Regions from separate parts of the Mus musculus genome. Here all the other regions are linked to region 1. Evidence: chromatin contacts called from public promoter capture Hi-C and targeted proximity ligation data. All regions are on one chromosome and are shown on one strand. The core of a region is the stretch at or near the end of the contact, and the rest is flanking DNA. Distances in the headings are between cores, read along the strand shown. Region 1 holds the start of Ctsf (cathepsin F). Region 2 holds the start of Rnaseh2c (ribonuclease H2, subunit C). Region 3 holds the start of Coro1b (coronin, actin binding protein 1B). Region 4 holds the start of Clcf1 (cardiotrophin-like cytokine factor 1). Region 5 overlaps Kdm2a (lysine (K)-specific demethylase 2A).

Evidence for each region. Promoter capture Hi-C pulls out the DNA fragments that hold promoters and counts their contacts.
Region 2: a contact with region 1 is called in a promoter capture Hi-C map of liver, with 3 times the contacts expected there. A contact is called at or near these places in 1 of 39 promoter capture datasets (liver) and 1 of 130 datasets of targeted methods (pancreatic cancer cells).
Region 3: a targeted proximity ligation map of pancreatic cancer cells shows a contact between it and region 1. A contact is called at or near these places in 1 of 39 promoter capture datasets (hippocampal neurons) and 1 of 130 datasets of targeted methods (pancreatic cancer cells).
Region 4: a contact with region 1 is called in a targeted proximity ligation map of pancreatic cancer cells. A contact is called at or near these places in 1 of 130 datasets of targeted methods (pancreatic cancer cells) and 1 of 9 other capture datasets (adipose tissue).
Region 5: a targeted proximity ligation map of pancreatic cancer cells shows a contact between it and region 1. A contact is called at or near these places in 2 of 39 promoter capture datasets (hippocampal neurons and liver), 2 of 130 datasets of targeted methods (pancreatic cancer cells and stem cell-derived neural progenitor cells) and 1 of 9 other capture datasets (adipose tissue).

Annotation. Positions count from the first base shown.
Region 1 is chr19:4,852,757-4,857,696 of GRCm38.p6, forward strand. Ctsf (cathepsin F) reads left to right here and starts at 2,409. Exons shown (of 14, transcript NM_019861.2): 1 at 2,409-2,730; 2 at 2,942-3,040; 3 at 3,314-3,398; 4 at 3,491-3,552; 5 at 3,756-3,831. The coding sequence starts at 2,512.
Region 2 is chr19:5,599,430-5,604,369 of GRCm38.p6, forward strand. Rnaseh2c (ribonuclease H2, subunit C) reads left to right here and starts at 2,444. Exons shown (of 4, transcript NM_026616.2): 1 at 2,444-2,651; 2 at 2,764-2,945; 3 at 3,021-3,140; 4 at 3,395-3,530. The coding sequence starts at 2,480. The coding sequence ends at 3,421. It overlaps Kat5 (K(lysine) acetyltransferase 5), which reads right to left. Exons shown (of 14, transcript NM_178637.2): 12 at 4,401-4,560; 13 at 4,205-4,286; 14 at 3,585-4,123. The coding sequence ends at 3,989.
Region 3 is chr19:4,146,695-4,151,634 of GRCm38.p6, forward strand. It overlaps Coro1b (coronin, actin binding protein 1B), which reads left to right and starts at 1,960. Exons shown (of 11, transcript NM_011778.3): 1 at 1,960-2,042; 2 at 2,648-2,850; 3 at 3,169-3,291; 4 at 3,396-3,525; 5 at 3,746-3,927; 6 at 4,013-4,132; 7 at 4,701-4,805; 8 at 4,886-4,940. The coding sequence starts at 2,650.
Region 4 is chr19:4,211,627-4,216,566 of GRCm38.p6, forward strand. It overlaps Clcf1 (cardiotrophin-like cytokine factor 1), which reads left to right and starts at 2,612. Exons shown (of 3, transcript NM_019952.5): 1 at 2,612-2,874. The coding sequence starts at 2,859. It overlaps Gm45928 (predicted gene, 45928), which reads left to right and starts at 2,799. Exons shown (of 4, transcript NR_132309.2): 1 at 2,799-2,874. LOC102631992 (a long non-coding RNA gene) reads right to left here. Exons shown (of 4, transcript XR_003952884.1): 3 at 1,424-4,126.
Region 5 is chr19:4,312,458-4,317,397 of GRCm38.p6, forward strand. It overlaps Kdm2a (lysine (K)-specific demethylase 2A), which reads right to left. Exons shown (of 21, transcript NM_001001984.2): 21 at 3,687-4,940. Among named protein-coding and RNA genes, the nearest start is that of Grk2, 8.7 kb to the left of the region's middle.

The DNA.
Region 1 (4,940 bases), core at 1,159-3,658:
CAATCTGAGATCAGGAACTCAAGTCCAAAACAGTCTGCCTGTCTCCACTGTCAGGGCACTCAGCCAGCTCACAGGTCAGCATCAGTCTTTGTCCCAGCATCAGCTTGTCTCACCAATCACTCTGGCAGCTAGCATGCTCCTGCTGCAGCATTCTGTGGAGAAAACACAAAAATGCCCTCTTCCCCATATTAAATACCTGAACAGTATCATGTCATGTGCCAGTATGTGGATCCTTTCATTTCATGAGTATGCCTGGTTGTAGAGTGCCATAGACACTCAGAGAGATTTTAGGCATCCAAATTTAAAAAAATTTTTGAAGATATATATTTAAAGCTCCGCAGTATCTTTTCCTTAAGAGTTATAAAAAAATATGAGTAACATGGGTAACATTAAATTGTTGACAAAACATCTCAAATGCTTGGCTGTAATAGCCAGTTCCAATATCTATTTTAATTTGATTTGGAACACCAAGCATAAAAAAAAAAATCAACATAGGCAATGACTGACTATACTTTTAGTTGCTTTTCTTGTTAAAGCAGTTGTAATTAGAAAGACTAAAAGTGTATCAATAGTCACAATGTGCATATTTCATTTTTCTAAAATCAAAAATGAGTATCTATTTGCAATAATTGATTAAGTAAAAGTCCTCAAGAATTAACACCAATGGGTGGAACAGGTAGAAGCTGAGGACACTGAGAACAATTCTTTACAATATGCCATGCACATTCTATAAAAATGCCTACAGCACACTATTCAATTATCTGTGTTGAAGTAGGAGGAAACTCAAAAGAGCAAACGTGATCTAGTCACGTAAACTTCTCTCCCATAGAAGTGCTGTTTATAAATACAGTAGATGCATTCTTTTTTTTTAAAGTGATAAGCACGATTCTTTTTTTTTTTAAGATTTATTTATTTATTTATTTATTTATTTATATTAAGTACACTGTAGCCGTCTTCAGACACTCCGGAAGAGGGAGCCAGATCTCATTTCAGATGGTTGTGAGCCACCACGTGGTTGCTGGGAATCGAACTCAGGACCTTTGGAAGAGCAGTCCGTGCTCTTAACCCCCGAGCCATCTCTCCAGCCCCAGTAGATGCATTCTTTATGGGATACATTGTGGAGAGACCTATAGGGTACTGCTAGGCAGGAATCTGACATTGGCCAAGGACAAGGAAACAAGCCTCAATCTTTAGGTTGTAATAGGGAAGCAGGACAAGGCAGAAACTCCAATCTCGGGGTGGTACAAAAGAAGCAGGCCCTGGGCAAGATCCAGGCTTTTGGCCTGTCATGCATGTCACTACTGGAGTGGATGTAGCAGTCTACATAGGCCCTGTTTTGAAGACAAACAAACCAAGGGAACTGTCTTAAAGACTTCAAAAAACTCCTTCATATATACATACCCTGCACACTCCTCACGTACACACAAGATTTCTGTGACAAGGCTGATTTTAACCGCTTTAGATAACATACGACAGCTCCTTCAATGAGCTGAGGATAATTTTTGCCTCTCCGATACAAAACCAATGGATTTTTGTATCCAAGCAGTTTATGGACATTTCCCTTTCAATAATAAAAAACCCTCCTTTCCGGTCCCTCTCCAAGTGTGCAGAGGCTTACGAGAATGCATCTTGGTTTATGATTCAATTTGTTATTCCCTCATACATTTTTACACTTTGGAGATTTTTTTCCCACCCTCTGTTTTCAGTTGTGACGCTGTCCCTTGGCAGTCCTGGAACACAGTGCTTTTAAGTGATTTACGGTACGATCCACCCTTTGCACAGCTTTGTTGATTATATAGATGTCTTTTAAGCCTCACAACAGCCAGACTCATGTAGCCTACGCTCAAATTCTCTTAGGTATCCAAGAATGACCTTGAACTTCAGAACTTTCTGTCTCTTCCTGAGTGCCTCACCAGGCTAGGTTTATTCCGTGCTCGGGGATGGTACACAGGGCATTTGTGAGAGCTAGGCAAACACTAGCCACTGAACTACCTACATCCTCTGGTCCCACAACCCATAATATTACTGACCGTCTGGTGAATGACAATAGGTGCCTCAAAGGTGAGATCACACCGTGAAGGCAGGCTGAGGAACCAATTGTTTGGGTTCACCTCTTATCAGAGTCATCTGTAAGCTTCTTTTTCTTTATCTACGCAATGGGACTGCACTGACCTCACAGGTCTGCCATGGTTAAAAGGATCTGGCTTTTCCTGCGTAAGATAGAAAAGGGCGTAGATTCTTATTTTATTGTCAACCTAGTGTCCTCTCCCCTCACTCCACCCTCTCCACCCCCCCACCCACCCCCCCCCGCATCCCGCACCCCGTGGTCCACGTGCCTCGCGTAAATAAGCGAGCGCGCAAGCGCCAGGAATCGGTGCCCATTGGCCGCCCCGGCGTTCTCCAACGTTGTAGGGAAACTCTCTGTGGCCTCTGACAGCAGGCTCCGCCTCGGGTCTCTTGATCCGTGTGTTTGTGGGTCAGTGAATCCGGGCGAGCAGCTTCGACCTCGCTATGGCGCCCCTACTGCAGCTTCTGTGGCTGCTGACACTGCTCTCGACTGTGGCCCTGAGCCCCGTCCCCGCCAAGCCCTGGGCAGATGACGAGCAGGCCTGGAACTTGTCGTCCCAGGAGCTGCTGGCCCCCGCCCGCTTCGCGCTGGACATGTACAATTACGGCCGTGCTGCGGGGACAAGGGCCGTGCTAGGAGCGGTGCGCGGACGCGTCCGCCGGGTGAGGACGCGCGGGGAGCGGGCGCGGGGCCTGGGCCCAGGAATGGTGCAAGGTGGAGTTTGGCTTAAATTTGGGATGATGGCCAGGACAGGGGAGGGAAGGACCTGTTTAGACCTGTATCCGGTAGGGAGGCACAGATGGGCAATGGTCTCCTAAGAGGAGTAAAGGGGGAGGGGATGGCTGGGCCAGCCCCAACTTCTTCTCCATCCAGGCCGGCCAGGGCTCTCTGTTCTCCCTGGAAGCCACACTAGAGGAGCCACCTTGCAATGATCCCCTGGTGTGCCCACTGCCTGAGACGAAGAAAACAGTGGTGAGTGAAGAGGTCAGCTATTGTTGGCCCTAGCTGGCAAACAATTGGAATGGTGGGTCCTGTCGAGGCATTGGTTACTCCTGAGATACCAAGTTAGAGACCAAGATGCTCTGAAAGGGTGGGTGTTGGGGTGCTGGGTGTCTGCTGCTGGCCTCCCTCTTTCACCAAGTTATGACTGCCTTCCATGTGGCTCTCCTTTGAGGAACTTCTAGCTGCTCTTGCCAGGACCTTGTTTCAAACTGTCCCAAGACCGTCTTCTTTCTATGCCTCCAGCTCTGCAGTTTTGAAGTCCTGGAAGAGCTAAAAGAACACTTGCTGCTGAGGAGGGACTGTAGCCCAGTGAATGCCAAGGTCACAGGTGCTGGGATTGCTCAAGGAGACTGGGAGAGCCCAGACCATACTTGAGTCAGAATCCAGCCTTAATTACTTCTCTGTTCCGACCCTATCCAGAGTTTAGAAATGCGACTTTCAGCTCATTCCTTCCATTGTTGGACAAGGATCCCCTGCCCCAGGTGAAGACCCTGTGTCGAGGAGAGACAAAGGCCCCTTAATCCTCTTTCCCTTCTCTTCTCTTTCTCTGCACGCCCCTTCTCTCTCTTCCCCCTCACTTCCTCTTCCCATAGTGACTTCCCTGTCTTGGTCCTCCAGGGTAGAGCTCAGTCAGCTCACTGGGGTCTGGCTGGACTTGTAAGTGAACATCCTTCCGCCTTCCTAGGACTTCTCTGTGAAGATGGCTCCACTCTTCAAGGACTTCATGACCACCTATAACCGGACTTATGAATCAAGGGAAGGTAGGCCCCAGCCTTGTCATCTGTCTCCGTCAGGCCTGGGCCTTCTCCCGTCACGGCACCTTGATACTAAGGAGATAAAGTACACAGTGATACCTTATTTCCCCGGTGGTAAACTGAGCCAGATCAAGGCAGATAAGATGATATTAACTGCTGGTTTATTGGGAAGCTGCTCTCTGGCGAGTTCACTGGCCCCAGTGATTAGGCCACGGAAATCACCATGGGAAGAGGAGATGAGGGAGAGAAGGGGAGAAAGGGCCCACACAGAGAGAGAAGAAAAGAAGAGAAAAGGGAGAGTGAGGAGACCAAAATGCCTGGATTGTGTCTGGAAGAGCTTCTGGGTATGCCAGGGTAGGGACTGAGGGGTGCTGGGAGAAGCTGGAGGCCAGGTCTGCCTTGATATGAAACATATGCACCTCAGTCCCTGGTCCAGGGGTCCGAAACCAAACAAAAAGGATCCTGTGTCTCTCAAGGAGCCCATATCCCTAGGGTCCTATCCAGCTTTCTAGGCAGTCATCTTGTCAAGGAGTGGCCTGGTTTCCTCCTTCCGTTTTGTCTTCCTAACCGGAAACCATGGGCTTCATCCCTCTAGGCAGGATGGGTAAGACTTAGACCAGATTTTCTCCTTTGGATTTCCTCTGTCATGGCCTTTCCGGTAACCTCTCCTGGGTGACACCCTTCGGTCTCATTTAGATTACTGGTTTTATATTCAACAAGTCATTGTTCCAATTTGGGCCCCCAAAGTTGAGCATGTCTCTCACTTTGAAGTCGGCTTCCCTCATGTCTTATTCTGCCGGCCCCAGGGATCTATCCTTACAAACAGCTTCAGGGACTATGGCAGGGACTCAGTTAATAAAGCCCTTGCCTTGGAAGCGTGAAGACCTGACTTCAATCCCCAGAACCCACCAAAGAAGCCCGATATGGCGGTCTGGACTTGTAACCTCAGCAACAGTGAAAAAGGAGAAAGAAATAGACTTATCGCAGCCGGTCTAGCTCACTTGAGCTCCAAACCAAAAAGAGACCGTTTGTGCCTCAAACAAAAGTGGAAGGCCTTGAGAAATGACGCCAAAGGTTGCCCTTTGATCTACACACACACACCACTTACTCAACAC
Region 2 (4,940 bases), core at 1,194-3,693, 750 kb after region 1:
CTTTGACAGCGCACTACAGAGCAATTTCCTGTCCCTATTAGGACAGGCTGTTGGGGTGTGTGTGTGTGGGGGGGTGCTTTTGGATGTTAAGCATCCATATATAAGAGCTGTCCTGGTCAGGTGTAGACTGGGAGAAACAGAGGAGGAGAGAGCAAGTTTGGATACGAGACCTTTTTGGATTGTTTGTGCAGTGGCAGAAGGTGTTACAATAGGAGAGAATTTGAAAATTGAGCATGCCAAGTGGGAGCTGAGACAAGAGAGAAGCCCAGGGGGGCACAGAGAAGCTGTGAGAGGCAGGGGGACAAGGTCAGAGGCCCCCAAGGAAGCTTTGGTACTTTGCAAGCAGCCCCTGGAGGAGAAAGCAAGGAAATGGGAAGTGGGGTCCAATAGAGGAAAAGGAGGGCAGGGCTTAATAACTAGAAAACTGCCCACATGATGGAGCCCTGGAGGATGCAGCAGGGAGATGCCCATGTAGTGGACACCTTGGAGGGCATAGCATGCTCCGGGAGCCAGAGAATGGACACTTTGGTTAGAGCAGGCGAAGGGAAGAAGCAGTTGAAGAGGTGGACTCTTGAGTTTGGAACCAAATATGATGGGTGGCAGCTGGACATGGTGGTACATGTCTTTAATTCTAGCACTTGGGAGGCAGAGGCCAGTGGATTTCCTGAGTTCAAACCCAGCCTGGTCTATAGGGCAAGTTTCAGGACAGCCAGGGCTACACAGAAAAACCCTGGCTCAAAAACAAAAACAACAAAAAACAAAACAAATTTTAAGGTCTGTACATGGTTGGTGGCAGAATTCCGCAGAAAAGATCCATACACATCTTAGCAGAGTCAAATCAGCAGCTTCAGTTAGACCACACGCTTGTCAGAGCAGCTGAGTCCCTTTGATAGTTGAAAGGTACAGCTAAGAGCTATTATTCGGGCTATTGATTAGTGGTTCAGGCTGGGAAAGCCCACTGGAACGTATGAGATGGCTTGACAATGGGTGTAAGGAGGTACAATATGTGCAGTGTGAGCTGGTGGGGCATGTGCAGTGAGCTGGTGGGGCATGTGCAATGAGCTGGTGGGGCATGTGCAGTGTGAGCTGGTGGGACATGTGCAGTGAGCTGGTGGGACATGTGCAGCGTGAGCTGGTGGGGCATGTGCAGTGAGCTGGTGGGGCATATGCAGTGAGCTGGTAGGACATGTGCAGTGTGAGCTGGTAGGACATGTGCAGTGAGCTGGTGGGGCATGTGCAGTGAGCTGGTGGGGCATGTGCAGTGAGCTGGTGGGGCATGTGCAGTGTGAGCTGGTGGGGCATGTGCAGTGTGAGCTGGTGGGAAATACAGCGCAGCTGGAAGGATTACTTGGAGACCAACAGTGAAATATTATTTGCTGGAATCTCCAAGTCTTAAGGCATGGAGACAGGCCAGGGGCAGTGTGTTTCCCTTGAGGTTTGAGCAGCCAGGCCCTGCCCTCAAGACTTCTCTAATCATTATGTCCAGCCCCACTGGAAATTAACCAGGCCCTGCCTTAAGGAAAAAACAAAACAAAACAAAACAAAACAAAACAAAACAAAACAAGCCAGGCATAGTGGCGCAGGCCTTTGATCCCAGCACAGGAGAGGCAGAGGCAGGCGGATTTCTGAGTTCAAGGCCAGCCAGGTCTACAGAGTGAGTTCCAGGACAACCAGGGCTACACAGAGAAACCCTATCTCAAACAAACGAACAAACAAAGAAAAGAAAAAACAAAACAACAAAACCCACCCAAGATGAAGCCACAGATTGCATCAGTCCCTGAGCTGCCCCAACATCAGGTTGCAAAATCCTTCCATTCTCAGAGCACTCTGGATAGTTCTGCCCCATCTCCAAAACCCTCCTGCTCCGTTCTTTGCTGCTTCTGAGCAGAGACAGCCGCCTTCCCTCCTGTCTCTTTTCCAATAACTCTCTTATGTGAGGTTTGTTGTAGGATGTGATTTCGTAGTATTTTTGGCTCCCAACTGCCAGGATACCTTTCTCCTCAGAGCTGTAACATTTACACTGGTTTTAGAGTCAAGTCAGGGGTCGGGTGTTCTTTCTTTGGCCTTTTTTCCCTACAGGATGGTAGTCCTAGAGCACGTGCTTAATATGTCCAAGGCCCTGAGTCCAATCCTCATCACCACCAAAAATAGTTTGTCAGACAACCTATTTAAATAGGACTCTTCTAGGAATCCGTTCAGTTTTTTGTTGTTGTTTGCTTGCTTTCAAACGACAAAAACCATAAAAATATTAGGGCTGGGTGGGCACGGTGGCGCAAGCTAAACCCCAGCACTGGGAAGTGGAGGCACAAGAATGAGATCACACATAAAGACTTGAGCACAGGAAGGCAGGTGCTTACAGAGAACAGCCAGAGAAAAGACTACGTTTCCCATAAGGCTCTGCATCTAGTGTGCTCGGTCTCCCGACAGGCCCTGCGTTCCTCACCCGCCAGCTTTTGCCTGAACCTTACAAGCTTCTGAGATGAAGAACCCGGAGGAAGCGGCAGACGGGAAACAGCGTATTCACCTGCGCCCTGGCTCGCTGCGTGGTGCCGCACCGGCTAAGCTGCACCTCCTGCCCTGCGACGTTCTAGTCAGCCGGCCGGCCCCGGTAGATCGCTTCTTCACGCCCGCCGTCCGCCACGATGCAGACGGTGAGTCCGAGCAGGCCCCGCGGCTCTCGGGCTTCGTGGCCCGCGGCAGACGCCACCCGTACATCCTCCCGTGGCCAGGCTGGCCTGATGGCTTTGCATGTCCCTCCTGCAGGGCTACAGGCGTCGTTTCGCGGTCGCGGCCTGCGGGGCGAGGAGGTAGCTGTGCCGCCAGGGTTTGCGGGATTCGTGATGGTGACGGAGGAGAAGGGAGAGGGGTTGATAGGGAAACTGAACTTCTCCGGGGACGCGGAGGACAAAGCGGACGAGGCGCAGGAGCCGCTGGAGCGGGACTTCGTGAGCAAAGGGAGATGGTAGGTTTGGGGTGAGGGCAGTAGCTGCTGTCCCGAGTCTCAACCCGGCCTTTTCCAGGACCGCCTTATCGGGGCCACCGGCAGCTTCAGCCATTTCACCTTGTGGGGTCTGGAAACGGTCCCGGGTCCAGATGCCAAAGTGCATAGGGCCCTAGGTTGGCCCAGCCTCGCAGCAGCGGTACGTATACTCAGGAGCCCTTTTCCTCCTCAGACTTGGTCAGTCCTTCTATCCGATTTGAATAGTGTCTCTAGTGATTTGGGGGCTTTAGGGCAATAAACACCACGGGGATCATGGCTCCGGAGGCCCAAACTCCCAGTGGTGGGGGGCATTCCCCACTTTTCTCTTAGACGAGGCTATCACCCTGAGCAGCTGGGTCCCCACCCAACTGCTGTGTATTATAAGTCACAAAGTAGAAGTGACTCCTGTTGCAGATTCACGCCCAGGTCCCTGAGGACTGAGAACCAGATCATGAGAATGACAGTCACAGATCCCTTCTCACCACTTGGAGCGACTGTTTCTATCCCAATAAATGAGATCTTCACAATGCCTGAGTCTGTGGGCACCTTAGCACCCTGAAGCTGCCATTACATGGCACCCAGTTTGGTAAGAACTCCTGATAGCTCTGCCTATATAAACAATTTATTTCTGGGGGCAAGAGGGGCCAGAACTTTGCAACCAGCGCCCACCCCACCCTCCAGCTCCTCCTTTATAAAAGAAATTTTTACAATCACCGGTCCTGTACAGAATGCTCCCCACCCATCTTAATGTACACAGCTGCCTGGATCCCTTTGGTCCACGTGTTCAGAGCGGACCTGGGCCAGTAAGCCAGTTATCCTCGGAGTTGGCCTAGACCTGAGCTTGCCTTGGCACTGGCCACTAGTGGGCCCCTCCTAGGCCTCTTCTCCTCTTGGGTCTGTTCTTCGGCCTGTCTCACTTTGCGTGCCTCTTCGAAGCTCAAATGGGACAAGACAGGGTGCTAGCCATGGTTCGGCCAGCTCTCGTGGTATGGCAATGGGTAGTGTGTGTCACCACTTTCCTCTCTTGCTCCAGTCTTTGGGAGTGAAGTGCAGACACTTGGAGTCAATCCGAAGGAGCCGCTTGAGCATAGCCCGCTCATGCCCATCCACGATGTCTTCTGACAGAGTTAGGATATACTGGCCCTGAGCAAGAGATAGAGCCAGCTCATGTCAGCTCAGAGCCTGCATCCATATCTCATCTATCCCCTGAGCATGCCTCCTAACCTTGTAGTAATTGATGAGGTTGAGATACTGCAGTGTGGAGATGACATCTTCTTTCTTGATACTAGTGATTTCACTGATCTCACTGTGGGGGTGGAAGTGGGGGAAAGTTCAGTCCCCTGAAGATATTCATCTGTCCCCAGAAACCCCAGGAACAGACAGACCAAACCACAACCCCCAGGTGGGCATTTGGGCTCACTTGATGGTGATCTGTGGCCTCTCCCCGCTCTCCGACTTCAGCCCCATCAGGATCTCCAAGATGGTTTGGGACCAGTAACTTCGGTAGGATAGGAGGCCAAGATCTGACAGGGGTTTCTCAGGAGTTCCGGTCTTCCCTTCTACTTTCGAGAGTTCATAGCCTAAAGCAATAGAGCACAGGAGGCGGAGTAAGCGTCACATGTACACAGCAGCTTATGAGGAAGAAGGGCTGTGGAGCTGGGCTGCCTGCCTGCCTCTCACTTACTCTTGGTGTGGACCAGCAGCTTCCCTGTCTGCAGTGTTGGGGGCCAAAGGCTAGAAGAGCAGCTCTGGTTGGGTACTTGTCAGCCAGTGAAGGCTGCCAGGATGGGTCGCTGCCCTGCCAGCCTGTGTCTGGGTGTATGGCAGTAATGAGGGAGCCCTTTGTGGTCTGAGGACATGGGAACCTTTTCAGTGTCATCAGTTTAGCTGCGATCCTGGGAACGCCAGCTGCTCTCAGCAGAATGGGCTGGGTGGTTAAGGACATAATAGGAAAGGACAG
Region 3 (4,940 bases), core at 710-3,209, 710 kb before region 1:
TCTCCTTTGGGGCACTCTGCTCCCTTCTCCTAATAGGGGCCTCGAAGCCTTTTCAACACCGCAGACAGGTCAGAGAATAAAACTTCCCCACCTCCAACTTTAGCCCACCCCATCTCTCAGGGCCCCACCTCCACGGTTCTCAAAGGGAGCCTTTCCCACGTGGGAGAATTGCTACTCAAAAAGAAGGTTTTACAAGATAAGGGGCTTCCTAGGGGCTCACAGCACAGGTTTGGAGAGACTTCAGTCTCAAAACAGTCCCCAGCTCAGGCAACATACTGCGGGGTGTGTGTGTGTGTGTGTGTGTCCGCCTTCCCCCTCCAGGTGAGATGCCTGTGCCTCTTCAAAGGAGCCAGGTGTTGGTTCTGAGAGCTGTGAATAGGAATATTTTGCAATTCTATATTCAGCTCTGCTGCTCATTCGCTCACCCAGCATGAAGTGGTCTCACGCTGGGTGCTGGCTGGGTCTCCCTCTGGGCACTGGAAGGCAGGGTGGAGGCTGGGGGATAAGGGGAGTGCACAAGACAAAGTCCCTGTCTTTCCTTTGCTGGCATGAATCTTAGCAGGGTGCCAAATAATTACACAATGTAGCATCTGGGACTAAGAACGATTAATGGGAACCAGGAACAGGAAGAACTGGGTGAGAGGAGAGCTCAGAAAGACCCACAGGGGAAGTGACACTTGAGGCCTGGGGTCATTGAGGGATGAAGCCTTCCCAAGGCTAGGAAGAGCTTCCAGAAGGAAGAAGGGAGCAGGATGTGTTAGCCTGAGGTGGGAACTGAGGTTTGCTGTCACTGGGACACGTGCTGAGAGGGGACAGTGCTGGGTGCCCTGGGGTCAGACAGGAATTCTGACATAGGAACATGGAACTATGGATTTTATTTGAAGTGGGGTGATGTGGGGGGTGGGGGTGGTACTTAGAACTGTAGCCACCTGGCATCATATGGGCTTCCCTGTGAACATCTGCTACCCAAGTCAAGCCACACTCCTGCCTCCCTAGCTCCAGGTTTTACAAACAGTGAGAAATCCCAAGACATTGGAAATAACAAAGTTGGGCTGAATCCCAGCTGGGAGGTCTCAATCAAGCACCTGTCCTCTCTAGGCCTGTTTCTTCAGAGTATAGTGACCACTGAGGTGGGACACAAGTCCACTTAGCCTCCCACACACAGTTGGGGCCTCATGAAGGCTAAACAAAGCACCTTTACCTCTGCCCTGCCTCTTCCCACGTCCCTCTTCCCTTTCTGGGAAAGACGGCCTCGTATCACCACTGGTTACTGGAGGTAGACACAGAGGAATAGTGTTCTCTTACTACAGTGGGTCCTAACAGGGACACCTACGTCCTCCAGGATGAGAGGAGATAGGGCAAATATGAGGAGGCAAATCCAGGCTCTGATGGGATGGAGGAGAGAAAGGACATGCATTATGCATGGGATCCACTGTCATCCTCTACTTCGATTTTCTCTAAGCCAGAGCAGGAGCCACAGGAGTCCATCAAGATGTAAGAGATTGCCTTTCACCTCTTCAATGTACATATCTGACATCAGGAACCCCCCAACTTTAAAACCCATACCTATGGCAGGGTGTGGTGGCACATGCCTTTAATCCTTGCACAGATATCTGTAAGTTCTTTGCTAGTTCCAGGCCAGCAAGTATGCAGAGTAACAACCTGTCTCAAACACAAAACAAAAAACACGTGAAAACATTGGAGGCGGAGCGAGAGAATACTTTTGGGTAGAACTGGGTAGGGAAATCAGAGGGCAGGCTTCACCCCACCTCAAGAGACTCGCACAGTCTGTACCCGCGGCTCCAAGCAGGCCCGCCCCTTTCAACAAGCAGCCCAGGGCCTGGCGACTAGGCCTTGCCCCGTGGGCGGGACATCCTAAAGCCCCGCCTTCTGCGCGTGACCTTGCCCCGCCCCCGCCTCCCTCGGCTATCACTTCCTGATTCCCGCTTCCTGCTTCCCAGAGGCCGGGATCCGGAGCCGCCCGAGGTCGCCGCCGCAGTCCCCGGCGCCCCTGGGGAGCGGAGAGCGGTGAGCGGTGAGCGGTGAGAGCGGCAGGGACGGACTAGGGGCGCAGACGTGGGCCTGGGGCAGGGGGCGCGAGCCGGAAGAGCGCCTCGCCCCACCTTCATTCCCGACTCCCTCCCACCCCCCAGCCGCCCCTCTCTCCCTTTCTGGGCTGGGATCTTTGGAAGTTGGGTTCCTGGTTCACTTGGACCGTGCTCCAAGGCCACTTTGAGGACCTGGCAGTATCCTCGACCCCTGTTCAGCCAGGGTCCCTAGGCCCGACTTCTGCAGCTCTTTGCACAGTCCCCGGGACTGAGCTGCGGCCTTGCTAGACCAACCAACCCCTTTTGCTGCCTCTTCTCCCCATCACCCAGCCTTCAAACTCTGGGTGTGGAAAGCGCCTTGGAACCATCTGGGACCTACAGAAGATCTAAATTCTGTCTCCCTTTCAGCAGCACACACACACTCAGACCCCTAGCCAGGGAGGGGATGGGGAGGCAGAGAGTGTTGGTCTGCACCTATGAGCCCTTTCTATAACTGGGGAAATAGAGACTCCCAGCTAACGCTGGACCAATTTCCTGGTGACATGCTCTGTGTGTCTCTTTGGAGAGCAGAGCTGATTCAGGTGTCTCTGCCCTCACAGACATGTCCTTCCGAAAAGTTGTGCGGCAGAGCAAATTCCGGCATGTATTCGGTCAGCCGGTCAAGAATGACCAGTGCTATGAGGACATTCGAGTGTCCCGAGTTACCTGGGACAGCACCTTCTGCGCAGTCAACCCCAAGTTCCTGGCAGTGATTGTGGAAGCCAGTGGTGGAGGCGCCTTTATGGTGCTTCCTCTAAACAAGGTGGGCCTCAGCGGGTCAGGGTGGAGAGGACATCTGAGGACACTCTGGTCACACCTGTGGGCAGGGCAGTTTGTGCCACTTCTTGGCCCGTGGCTACTGATGGATTGTTGATGGAAGTAGAAAAAGTGTTTATTGCCACCAAGTGTGGATAAGAGGCTGCAGCAGGCATTTCCTCATATGCTGGGTGGAGCAGACACATCTGGGCCACCAGGAACCAGGGCAGTCACATTATTCTTGCACCTTGGAGGGCCCATAGATACTGGGAGGAATGGAGGTCGGGACTTTGGGTTCTTCTCTGACTGCTCTTCATGACTACAGACGGGCCGCATTGACAAGGCCTACCCGACAGTGTGTGGGCACACGGGGCCTGTTCTGGATATTGACTGGTGTCCCCACAATGATGAAGTCATTGCCAGTGGATCAGAGGACTGCACTGTCATGGTGAGCAAAGGACCGTTCAAGTCAGGGTCTCAGGGTGTGGCTGAAGGATGCTGGCAGCAGGGGCAAGCACAGGCCTGAGCCCATGCTCCGTCTCCCTACCGCAGGTATGGCAGATTCCAGAAAATGGGCTGACCTCCCCTCTGACAGAGCCAGTAGTGGTGCTCGAGGGGCATACCAAGCGCGTGGGCATTATCACCTGGCACCCCACAGCCCGAAATGTGCTTCTCAGTGCAGGTTTGCACCATCCCATACCTACCCCTTGCTCTCCGCCCTTCTCCAGGATGATCCTGGAATGTTCAGCAGCCTCTCACAGGCCAGTCTAACAGGGGAAGTGATGCCTGCAAAGATGGTGGCCCGGATCAGTTCAAGAGGCGGGGGCAGAGTGGGCCTAGTGGGCTGATGGTCCTACGAGTGCATGCCTGGCTACCTGAGCTGATGACCGCTTGCCCATCAGGTTGTGACAATGTGGTACTTATCTGGAATGTGGGCACTGCAGAGGAGCTGTACCGTCTGGACAGCTTGCACCCCGACCTCATCTACAACGTGAGCTGGAACCACAATGGCAGCCTCTTTTGCTCAGCTTGCAAGGACAAGAGCGTCCGAATCATCGATCCTAGGCGGGGCACCCTGGTGGCAGTAGGTATCCCCAAAGGGCAAATATGACAATGTCCAGACTCAGGGCCTTGATCTGCACTGTACTGACCACCTGTCCATCCTACAGGAACGTGAAAAGGCTCACGAGGGGGCCCGGCCCATGCGGGCCATCTTTCTAGCTGACGGGAAGGTGTTCACCACAGGTTTCAGCCGCATGAGTGAACGGCAGCTGGCGCTCTGGGACCCAGTGAGTGATGTAGCAAGCCTAAGGCGGGCAGGCTTGTGACCTGGGCCTCACCCTAGCATATTCCTCCCTGGGCCTGGCAGACAGATTAGCATGGAGACGTCTGTCTGTACTGCTTGGATTCTCAGCCTGGCTCTTGAGACTCCCGGGACGTTGCCATCCCTCCCTTCCCTGTTTCCAGCTCCCTGGCTCTCCCTAGCACTCCCCCACTGCCTCCCACATCCTTAGTTTTTGCTTGCGCAAACCATAAAGGTACCCTTCTCCTTAGAGCTTCCAGTCCCTGGGTAGAGAGACTGTCCCTTAGCAGTGTGCTCTGAGGGTCCTCTTGAGGCCTGGGCTGGTACCACCTGGGCCCCCACCCTTCCTGTGGCCAGATGTCTTCAACACTTGCCCATTAGTTTGGGAGTAGTCTTGAGGCCTGGAGAAGGCTGGGAAGTGGGCCCTGGAGATGGAGAAAACCGCTAGCATGCTGAGGAGTGTTGCTGACTGGTGTGAGACCGGCCGAGGCCAGTCTAGCAGTGCTCGGAAGGAGAGGATGCTGACTCGACCCAATTGTCCCTCATGTACTTAGGAAAACCTTGAGGAGCCCATGGCCCTGCAGGAGCTGGATTCAAGCAATGGGGCTCTACTGCCCTTTTATGACCCAGACACCAGTGTGGTCTATGTCTGTGGCAAGGTGAGGCTGGGTGGGCAGCAAACTTAGGCTGAGCATAATGGAAGGCCCTGGCTAAGTGCTGGACTTCCTTATTCCTGCAGGGCGATTCCAGCATCCGGTACTTTGAGATCACAGATGAGCCCCCCTACATCCACT
Region 4 (4,940 bases), core at 1,362-3,861, 640 kb before region 1:
CACCCTGCTCCACAGAAACCCTGGGGGGGCTCTCCTGATTCACTTTCCTTTCTTCCTTCTCCCCCAAATTCCAGCAGCCCACCCCTATTGGGGATTTGGCAGGAGGTGAAGTCTTTACTCTGTCCCCCACCCCACCCCACCTGGCAGCTTCTTGCTTGGTGCCTTTGCCCAGACATGGCAGAGGGGCACCGGCAGCTTGGAGATGGAGCTGATTTTCCCTTTGGCACTGTAGAGTTGGGGGGTGGCCCTCACTGGGTGATGGGAGAGGGCAGAGAGGCAAGTCCAGACATGGGGCTAAGGGAGAATTTGACTTTCTTAGAATATGGGGTCACTACATTAAGAATCAGAAGGCAAAGAGGGTGCCCCAGGAGCCATGTGTAAAGCTGTTTGTCTGCTCGCAACCTGGGCTGAATCTACTGGGAACAGCTGCCCAGTTTCTGCAGGCCAATGCCTCTGAGACACAGCTGGGTGGAGCAGGTCAGCACTCCCCTCTCCAGCCTCATTGAGAGGCCATTCCTCCTCATTGCTGTCTTTCCCCTTCTGTTGCTACACTCTCCTCATTCTATTGTCTCCCTGTGTCTCCTCTCTCTTTTCCCAGGTCCCTTCTCCTTTCTTTTCTCTCCCCTTCAGCCCTCCTTACTTCTCTCTTCATCCAGGCGGTTCCCCCTGACTCAGCAAGGTGCTTTATAAGGTGCTGAGGGGCTCAGCCAAATCCAAACCACATTGTCTGCAAAGCCTTTCTTTCCACCAGGGGTGAGCTGTGGAGCTGCACAGCCCAAGCCGGGCTTCCAAGCTGCTCCCCTTCCCTTCCTTGCTCCCTTCAGAAGGGGTGGTAGATGCTAGGGGGACCTCCTGGTCCACTCTGGGTCACTTACTTGTGGGCATCTGCCTTCTTGACCTTGGCAAGCGCACCAAGAGATGGTTAGGCTCACTGGCCAAGAATGCCATTGAAACTCCAGAGCCCTGGCTGGTGGGGGGTGGGGAGGTGGGGGAGGGAGGTCTAAGCACTTTTCACAGGGCCCCTCCAAGGCACTTTTCATCAGAGCAGCTACTGATGCTCTAGACTTCCCTGCCCCCACCCAGACCAGCTCTCCATTCTCAGCTTTTTCTTCTTGTTCAGAAAAGGGGGGGGGGGGTGAGGGAGAAAGAAAGGAAGGGAAAGAGGGGAAAAAAATAGAAAGAAACACCCCAACAACAAAGTCTGTCCCACTCCAGTGAGGTAATTGAAAACAAATTTTTTCCCAACCCCCCCACCCCCCCACCCCAGTTCTCCAGTGCAGAACAGGGAAGTGCCGCCCTGGGAAACTAGCACTGGCCATGACTGATGCCCACGCTGACCCACAGGCTGGAGGGGCTGTGTTGGACTGGCAGAGTGCCCTCCTTTCCCAGGGGTCCCAGCAGAAGTGGGGGGGGGGGTGAATACCTCATGCCATTCCAGAGACAGGCATCACCTTCCACGGCTGGCTGCCACCGCTATCTACCCCTGGTGAGACTACAGAGAAACAACACAGCAACTTATCAGATGACTTAATTGGTGGAATGCTTCTACAAGCACCCAAGACTTGGGGACCAAATGACTGTCCCCCAAGAAAAATCACAGAATGGGGCTGCCTCCAAGCCCCAGATGACAGCTGTTTCCTCTGCACTAGCTCTCATGCTCCCTCGCTCTCCCTGGCAGCCCTCTGGAGAGGGAGGAAGGAGGAGGAAAGGAGACCCTCCTGGGAGGGTCTAGGCTTATGGGTCCCCTAGGTCTCCCACTCAGAAAGTCCCAACCCAGGCCTGAGGGGAAGGAGGGAGAATGCTCTTAGCCAAACCACCCCTACCTCACCACCGGAAAAACCAACAACCCAAACCCCCAAAGGGAAGAGGATGCCAAATGTCTCGATGGGGAAGCTTTTCACTAACGGGATGCTGGGTCTATCCATGGCCTTGAATCTTCGAGTTCCCGCTGAGTCACCCGTGAAGCCTCTGGTGTTGAAACTGGTCCGGTGCCTTGTGCTGATTAATGAATTACAAATCCCCCACCCATGTGCACTCTCCCTGGTCACCGGGAAGAATGAAAACCCTTGTGAACTTGACTGAGAAGCTGGGCCCTGGTGCCCTCTCCCCTCCTCAGGGGGCATTGTGAGCTGGTTAGTCACCTGCCCCAGCCCCTGGCGCCACACTTAGCTCTAGCTTTTGGAAGTGGGACAAGTGGCGGGACAATAGGCAAGGGGGGCGGTCAGCCCAGACAAAGGGCAGCAGGAAAAACACCATCACTTGCTTGGAGGCCAGCTTGCTGGCATTTGAGAGAATGTGTCATTGCATTTACTCAAGTGGGAGGGGGAGGGAAGGTTAGAATGAAGAGGCAGAGGTAGAGTGGGTACAGGGACCCTCAACCCGGCAATGAGCAGAGGGAAGAAGGCCAGCATGCCTTGGCCGACACCAAGGAAGAAGCCCACACCAAGGCCAGCTCCCTTTCCAAGCTCTCAGGAGTTTGCCGAGGGACGATGCCCTCCCTGCCCCCTCCCCCAGGAGGCCTAGGGTGGTACCGTCGCAGCCTTGCCTCACCTCACCACCCCCCCCCTCAGTGTTGTGGGAGGGAGAGGAGCCCCAGAAGCCCTCCCTTCCCTCCTCCCCCCTCTTCCCCCCACCCGGGGAGGGCTGCTACAATTTGTGGTTACAGCTTTACACGTCAGAAAAAAAAAAGTTTGCAGAATGTCCCACACCGAAAAAAAAATGCGAAACCGAGAGAAAAAAACCTGCGAGTGGGCCTGGCGGATGGGATTATTAAAGCTTCGCCGGAGCCGCGGCTCGCCCTCCCACTCCGCCAGCCTCTGGGAGAGGAGCCGCGCCCGGCCGGCCCGGCCCCCAGCCCCATGGACCTCCGAGCAGGTAGGAGCCAGGCGTCCGAGGCCGAGGCCTCCGCCCCCGCCCAGCACCAGTGAGATCCGGTTCCCGTCCTCCTCCCCACCCTCGGAGCCCCAAGCCCGGGCCGGGCCGGGGAGCAGAGCTCGGGCTGGGGAGGTACGGCCGGGCGCCCTCGAGAGGGGCCGGGTGGGGACGCGGCATTCCTGGAGTCCGCTTGGCGGAGCCAGGAGGTGGCTGAGAACGCGGCGGGGAGCCTGGACAACCCTCAGACCTGGACGGGCGGCCACCTGGAGCCGCGGCGAGGCGGGGTCCCAGGGAACCCGCGGACACAGAGCCCCGCGCCAGAATCGGGGCGAGCGAGTCCGAGGCGGGCAGCGAGGGTGTGGGGGGGGGGCCGCGGCGCAAGGGAGGAGGGGGCCAGGAGAGGAAGAGGGAGGGAGAGAGGCAGAGGGGGAGCCCGCGGCCGAGCAGCGGGAAGCGAGGGGGAGGCCGACACCTCGGGCCGCGCTGAACTCCTTCCTCGGCCCGCGGGGAGGGCAGGAGGGCGCGCGAGAGGAGGGCGGAGGGCAGAGCAAACCTAGCTGGGCCGGGCCGGGCCGGGCCGGGCCGCCACGGGACTCCGGTTACTACGCTGCGCGCGGCGTGGCCGGAGCCCTCCATGCTGCCCACCGCCTGGGAGCCAGAGGCAGGTAGGCGCGGCGGGGTGGCCGGGGCCCCGAGCCCGCGGTGGCCTGGGAGTGATTACTGCAGGAGGGTGTTGTGGGGGAGACGCAGCCTGGCCGGACCCAGCAGGAAAAAGTCCGTCAGCGGCCGGGAGCGCCGAGACTGCCGGCAGCCCCTCGAGCGGCTGCCTGGCTAGGCGGCCCGTGGCAGGAGGGCGGGCCAGGCAGGGAGTGGACGCGCCGGAGCGGGCAGCGGCTCAGCCGAGCCCCGAAGCCCAACGCCCGGACCCCGCCTCCGCCCCCGCCGCCGCCGGGAAGGGAGCGAACGGGGGGGCGGGGCCGGGGGCGCCGGGGCCACACAAGGGGAAGGCGCCATCGCCGCCGGGAGGGGTCCGAGATCGAGAGGTCACGGTCGAGAAGGTAGGGCCAGCGAACTGCCAACTTCCACCGCCCCAGTTCTTGGAGCTGATCCCCTCAAGCAAAGTCCGCGTAGCTTCTTCAAAGTCCCCACACCCATGTTCTCACCTACCTTTCTATTACACTGGGGTGCAGAAGGCTTTCCTCTAGGAGACCCCCAATCTCCGTGTTCTCCAGAGCCTAGGAGCAGGAAGAACCTGCCAAAAGAAAGGAGGGCAGACAGGAGGATGGATGTATATGGCAGCGGCAGACCGAATCTTAGAGAGAGACTAGAGGTGGGGAACATCATTCACACCTCTCTCTCACTTTCTTCTTCTTCTTCTTCTTCTTCTTCTTCTTCTTCTTCTTCTTCTTCTTCTTCTTCTTCTTCTTCTTCTTCTTCTTCCTCTCTTTCTTCTTTCTCTCTGTCTGTCTGTCTGTCTCTCTCTCTGAATCTGAGCAGGGAAATCTCTGGCTTTCATTGTCCCTGACAGGCATCTGTCTCAGTCCAGTCAGTACACACCACCATCCCGTTCGCCCCCCTCACCACCAGCCGAAAGTTCTGACTTCTCTTAACAGTCAAGGTGCACCCTTATAGCTCTAGTGTCCGGTAGCCACACTTCAAGGAAGAGGAACAACTAGAAATGGAAGCTGGTGTCCCTGGGCAACCTCAGAACTGTCTGCTGACTGGAGTAATGGGCTCCCGGCTGCACACCCAAGTGTCCAGTTCACACTTCTGCAAGCCAGCCCTACACACTAGCTACTGATTCCTGACACTTCACATTCCTCCCCATAATCCCACCTGCCTGTTCACACCCTGGCTCCTGCACTCTCTGCAGCCCCTCCCACACCCTCCTGTACATCCTTGACCACAACAGCCTTTCCAGTTCACCCGCACACTCGCTCTGGGCTATTTCCTTCGCTTCTTTTCCGGCGGCCTCAGAGGGCTGCTGACCAGAAAGCAGTGGCTTTCCTCTCATCTCCCTGAGAAACCCAGGGCCCTCTTGTGGCATAGTGGAGCAGCTTTTCCCT
Region 5 (4,940 bases), core at 1,809-4,308, 540 kb before region 1:
CCAGCTTTGTGGTCCTGAGCTCTATAAGAAAGCAGGCTGAGCAAGCTGAGCAAGCCAGTCAGCAGCCCTCTTTTATGGCCTCTGCATCAGTTCCTGCCTCTAGGCTCCTACCCTGTTTGAGTCCCTGTTCTGACTTCCTTCAATGATGAACAGTGCTGTCAAAGTGTAAGCTCAATAAACCCTTCCTCCCCAACTTGCTTTTGGTCATGGTGTTTTCTTCACAGCAACAGAAACCATAACTAGGAAACCTTGCCAAACAAACAAACAAACAACCAACCTTGTTTTTGAGATAGAGTTTTACCATATACCCTTGGCTGGTCTGGAACTTGCTATAGAGATCAAAGTGGTTTTGAACTTCCATTGATCCTCCTTCCTTAGCCTCTCAAGTCTGAGTTCCAGACACAAGTCATCATACTCTGTTTTGTTGTTATTGCTACTGTGTGTGTGCATGTTGTGCATGTGTGTGGCTACGTGTGCCATAACACATGTGTGAAGGTGAGCAGACAACTTTGAGGTTTGTTCTCTCATTCTACATTTACACTGGTTCCAGGACCTAACTTAGCTCTCCAGTCTGGAGGGTCCTATTTATTAGGGACAAAGTCAATATATATTCAGGCTGGTCTCAAACTCACCATCTTCTTGTTTCAGCTACTCAAGCACTGGGATTACAAGTTTCTGGCACCAGAATGAAGGTTGCAGGTTCTTACTTCCTTTCCAGATTCTCATGACCCTGTTCTGAGGAGCAGCACTTTTCCAGGGACCTTTAAGGTCGTGTAGTCCAGCCCTGTCCCAGCCCCAGCCGCAACCTGCTTTTCAGAGTTTTTGCAGAGGTTAAGATTCCAGCTTCAGTCTTCTGGACCTCAGCTACACCCACCCTCCCAGATGCAACGCGCATGTGTTCCTGTACCCTAAGTCAACCGCTTGTGAATTACAGCTTGTGATGTCTGGTAGTCCTCACGTTGGTACTGAAGTGTTGTATGACTGAATCTGAGAGCTACTTCTATTAATCCCGTCCAGTGCCTTGGGCAGGTTTCTTATCCTCTCTGGGCCAGCATTGGCGAACAAAGATGATGTGCAAAGCTCTGGAGTAGGGTAGAATCTTAGTCTGCTGACTCTACCATTCGCTGGAGTCTTCTGTCTCATTTGCTCTCCAGGCATCCTCTCAAGCCCTTTGTCTCATTTCTCTTCTGCCCTCTACCTGTTACCTTTCCTTTTCTGGTTTCTCAGGTGCACTACTGTCTTCCAGCACCTCCTGGCTTATAGCAGCTGCGCTCAGCCTCTAGAGAGGGATGGACAGGACAGGGAAAGTTAGGGGACTGGATCAGGCTTAGTGCTCTCTGGCTTTCAGCTTCCGTCCTAAGCTTGGACCGGACCTGTGGAAATACATAGGGAAAAGGAAGAACTGTGCATCCAGAGTGTGAAGCAGCCAATGTTCAAGCACATTTAGCAAAGTCGGCCTGGGGGAATAGGCACCCCCTCCCCAAAATACTTCTTTTGAAGGGCCCTATGCAAATAAAATAGAAAGATGGTTTCATTGGTTAACTTGCTATATAATCATGGGGTCCTAGTTCAGATTCCTGTACCTAGTAAGCCAGAGTCTTGTAAAGAGACTTTCTAAATACCTATAACTCCAGCTCCAAGGAATTTGATGTCTTCTCTGGATCCAAACCACACAGGCACATACACCTCCTTCCAGCTACACACACACACACACACACACACACACACACAGAAGGCTTTGAGCTAGACAGATGGCTCAGTTGTTAAGAGCACATATTGCTCTTATAGAGGACTAGATTTGATTCCCAGCATTCAAGTCCAATGGTCCATAAACTCCCATAACCCCAGTTCCAGGAGATCGAATGAATGCTTTCTTCTGGCCTGAGGGCACTGCCCTTGTGCACAAACCATACTCATCCACATACATAATACACATAACTAAAAAACAGAAATCAGGGGCTGGTGATATGGCTCAGCAGTTAAGAGCACTGGTTACTCTTCCTGAAGACCTGGTTTTAATTTCTAGTATGCATGTAGTGGCTTACATTTGTAACTCCAGTTCCAGGGGTCTGATTCCTCTTTGGCCTCTATGGACACCAAACATCCACATGGTACACAGACATATACACAGACAATGTATATACAACAAATTAGCCGGTTATAATGGTTCACACTCTTAATTCCAGCACTTGGCAAAGTAGAGGAAGGTGGATCTCTGAGTTTGAGGACAGCCTGGTCTATATGAAGGTTCTAGAATAGCCAAGGCTACATAAAGAGAACTCTCCAAATAAAAAAATAAAACCTTAAGTAAATTTAAAATTTGTATTTCTCGTTAAAGATAGGGTTTCTGTGAAGCTCTAGCTGTCCTTGAATCACTCTGTAGACCAGGTGGGCCTTGAACTCAAGAGATTAAAGGCATGCAAGCACCACTCCTAGCCCCCTGCATTATGAGTTTTAAGTATGAAACAGCACCTGGGTCGGTCAGTCATTAAAATATTCTTGCTCCTGATTTGGACTGAAGCCATGGTTCTCAACCTTACAAATGTTGCGCCCCTTTAATACAGTCCTCATGTTGTGGTGGTGCCTAACCTTAAATCTGTTTTTTTTGTTGCTACTTGAAAATAGTGACTTTAGTATTGTTATGAGTCATAATGTAAATATTCTTTTAGTGGTCTTAGGCAACCCCAAAGGGACTACAACCCCCGGTTAAGAAGCTCTGGACTAGAGGCTGTGCTGATTGAGGTCCTAAACAGGGGTGGCAAGGATGAGAACAGAGGCAAAGCTGACAATCCCCTCTTCTCTGCTAACACCCAAATAGCTCATCTTCAGGAAACGTAACCAGTGTTCCATCGGTTTCTAGAGCAGAGAGCAGGGCGTCAGCTTAGGGCAACAGGATGAGTAAGAATCCACTCCTCCTGAGATAGTGAGGATTTCTGGCAGCAGGCAGTACTTCTCTGGTCACATGGTTAACCTAGAGTTGGGACAAATGCCAGCCACAGGCCATCTGGAGGCTTCAGCATGGGAGGTTGGTCTTGGTTATTGGGGCCAAGAGGTCAGAGATGCCCAGGCTGTTCCCAGGAACTGCTCTAAGTCTGTTTACTTTTGGGGAGGTCCTTTAGCCTTACCACATAAAATACTTACACATCCATTAAAGTTTGCTTTGGGGATAGGGGTTGGAGGACTGTATAGATGGCTCACTGGTTAAGAGCACTGGCTCTTCCGAAGGTCCTCAGTTCAATTCCCAGCAACCACGTGGTGGCTCACAGCCATCTGCAATGGGATCAATGCCCTCTTTCTGGCATGCAAATATGACAGAGCACTTGTATACATAAAAAAGTGTCCAAAAACTACCCTCTGACCTTTACAAGCATGGAACTCCACATGGTTACAAAAACAAGAGACTCCTCCAAGCTGCCCTGTAACCTCCACAGGTCAGAAGTATGCCATGGTATATGTACACGCCTGCAATCACATGTAAAGTACTTTTAAAATTTAACTTCATCGAGCAAGTGTTGCTTTTTGACATTAAGAAAGCTAGTAAGTATACAGGCTTGTACCACAGATGTTTCTGTCCAGAGTGGTGGGGCAGGCACTTCCTAGTTTTAGCAAGACATCAGCATGTCTATATGACCTTCTGACATCCTCTTAGATAGACATACACATACACCAAAAATGAAAGGGGTTAGTTTTTGTTTTTAAAGTCTTTTTATTTAAAAACAAAAACAAAAAAGAAAACCAAATCAAAATATTTCCCATTGGAGGCTATTTCTTTTTTTGTCTTTTAAAAATTTTATTACACAAATATCTCCCATTCCCAAGTGTCAGAAGAAAGACATCTTTGCTCTTTCTAAAACCAAGTGGGAAACTTTTAGAAAACAAAGTCCAACTAGCTTTCTTCCTTCCCTGACCCAAAATAATGCCAATGTGTCAGCTGGTGGCCTAAGACTCATTCCCTTAATGCTTACATTTAATTTAAAAATCTTAGCACAACATTGGAGATCGACTCTAAATAAGCAACAAAAAATATATATTTACAATATTTCCCACCCACCCCCAAAAAACCAAACCCTTTAAACATAGTGACTTTAGGAGTTTTATTTATTGAGCAGTTATTTTTTTAATCACCAAGTGATTTTATATTATATATATATAATTATATATATATAATTTTCTTCCTTTCCTTTGTGTTTTTTTGCCCCAGTATGTGGAAAGATGAAGGCAGAGGTCAGGTCCTGCAGTCTGAGGCCAGGCTCTGGCAAGACTGCAGCTAAGAGTAGATGCAGGACTATGAACTCGCATGTTCTACGTCCTCGGAGACACTTCTCTCTTTTTGCAAGGACCAACTCTCACCTCTAAAAACCATTCTCCCTCATAGTCCTAAAGAAAAGACCCAGCAAGGGCGTCAGTCCATCTGCCACCACCCTGAGCTCCCTTTTCCACTGACAAATTTCTGTGCGGTAAAATGCTTGCTTTTTCTAAATTCAAATGCAAAGACCAAAACCCAGACAAGCCATCAGCTTAGAAATTTCTGTGGATGAACTGTCCCAAAGGGCAGAGGCACTCTCCCGGCACAATCCCTGCTCTGAAAGGGTCTCTCCACCTCCCCTTTCATAAAAAGACAACAAACAAAACTTAGTAATTTTAGTATTTTCCACAGGAGCAACCAAAAAGAAAAAAAGTCAGGAAGCTTCTAATTATAGGTCATTAATAGTATTAATAAGGTTTTTGCTCAACACCCAGGGTTCTTTACAGAAGTTCCCCCAACTGAGGCACTCTGGAATAAGTCACTGGCGTTTCCTCAACATTTCAGGCCCAGGATTCTGGGACCTGAAGACCAATGGAATGGCAGAGGGTCAAGGGAGCAGACTGCTGTTTTTAAGGTGCAGCCAAGAGAAATCAGCAGATTGGAAGAAACAATGCCATCCCTTGCCAGAAACCCA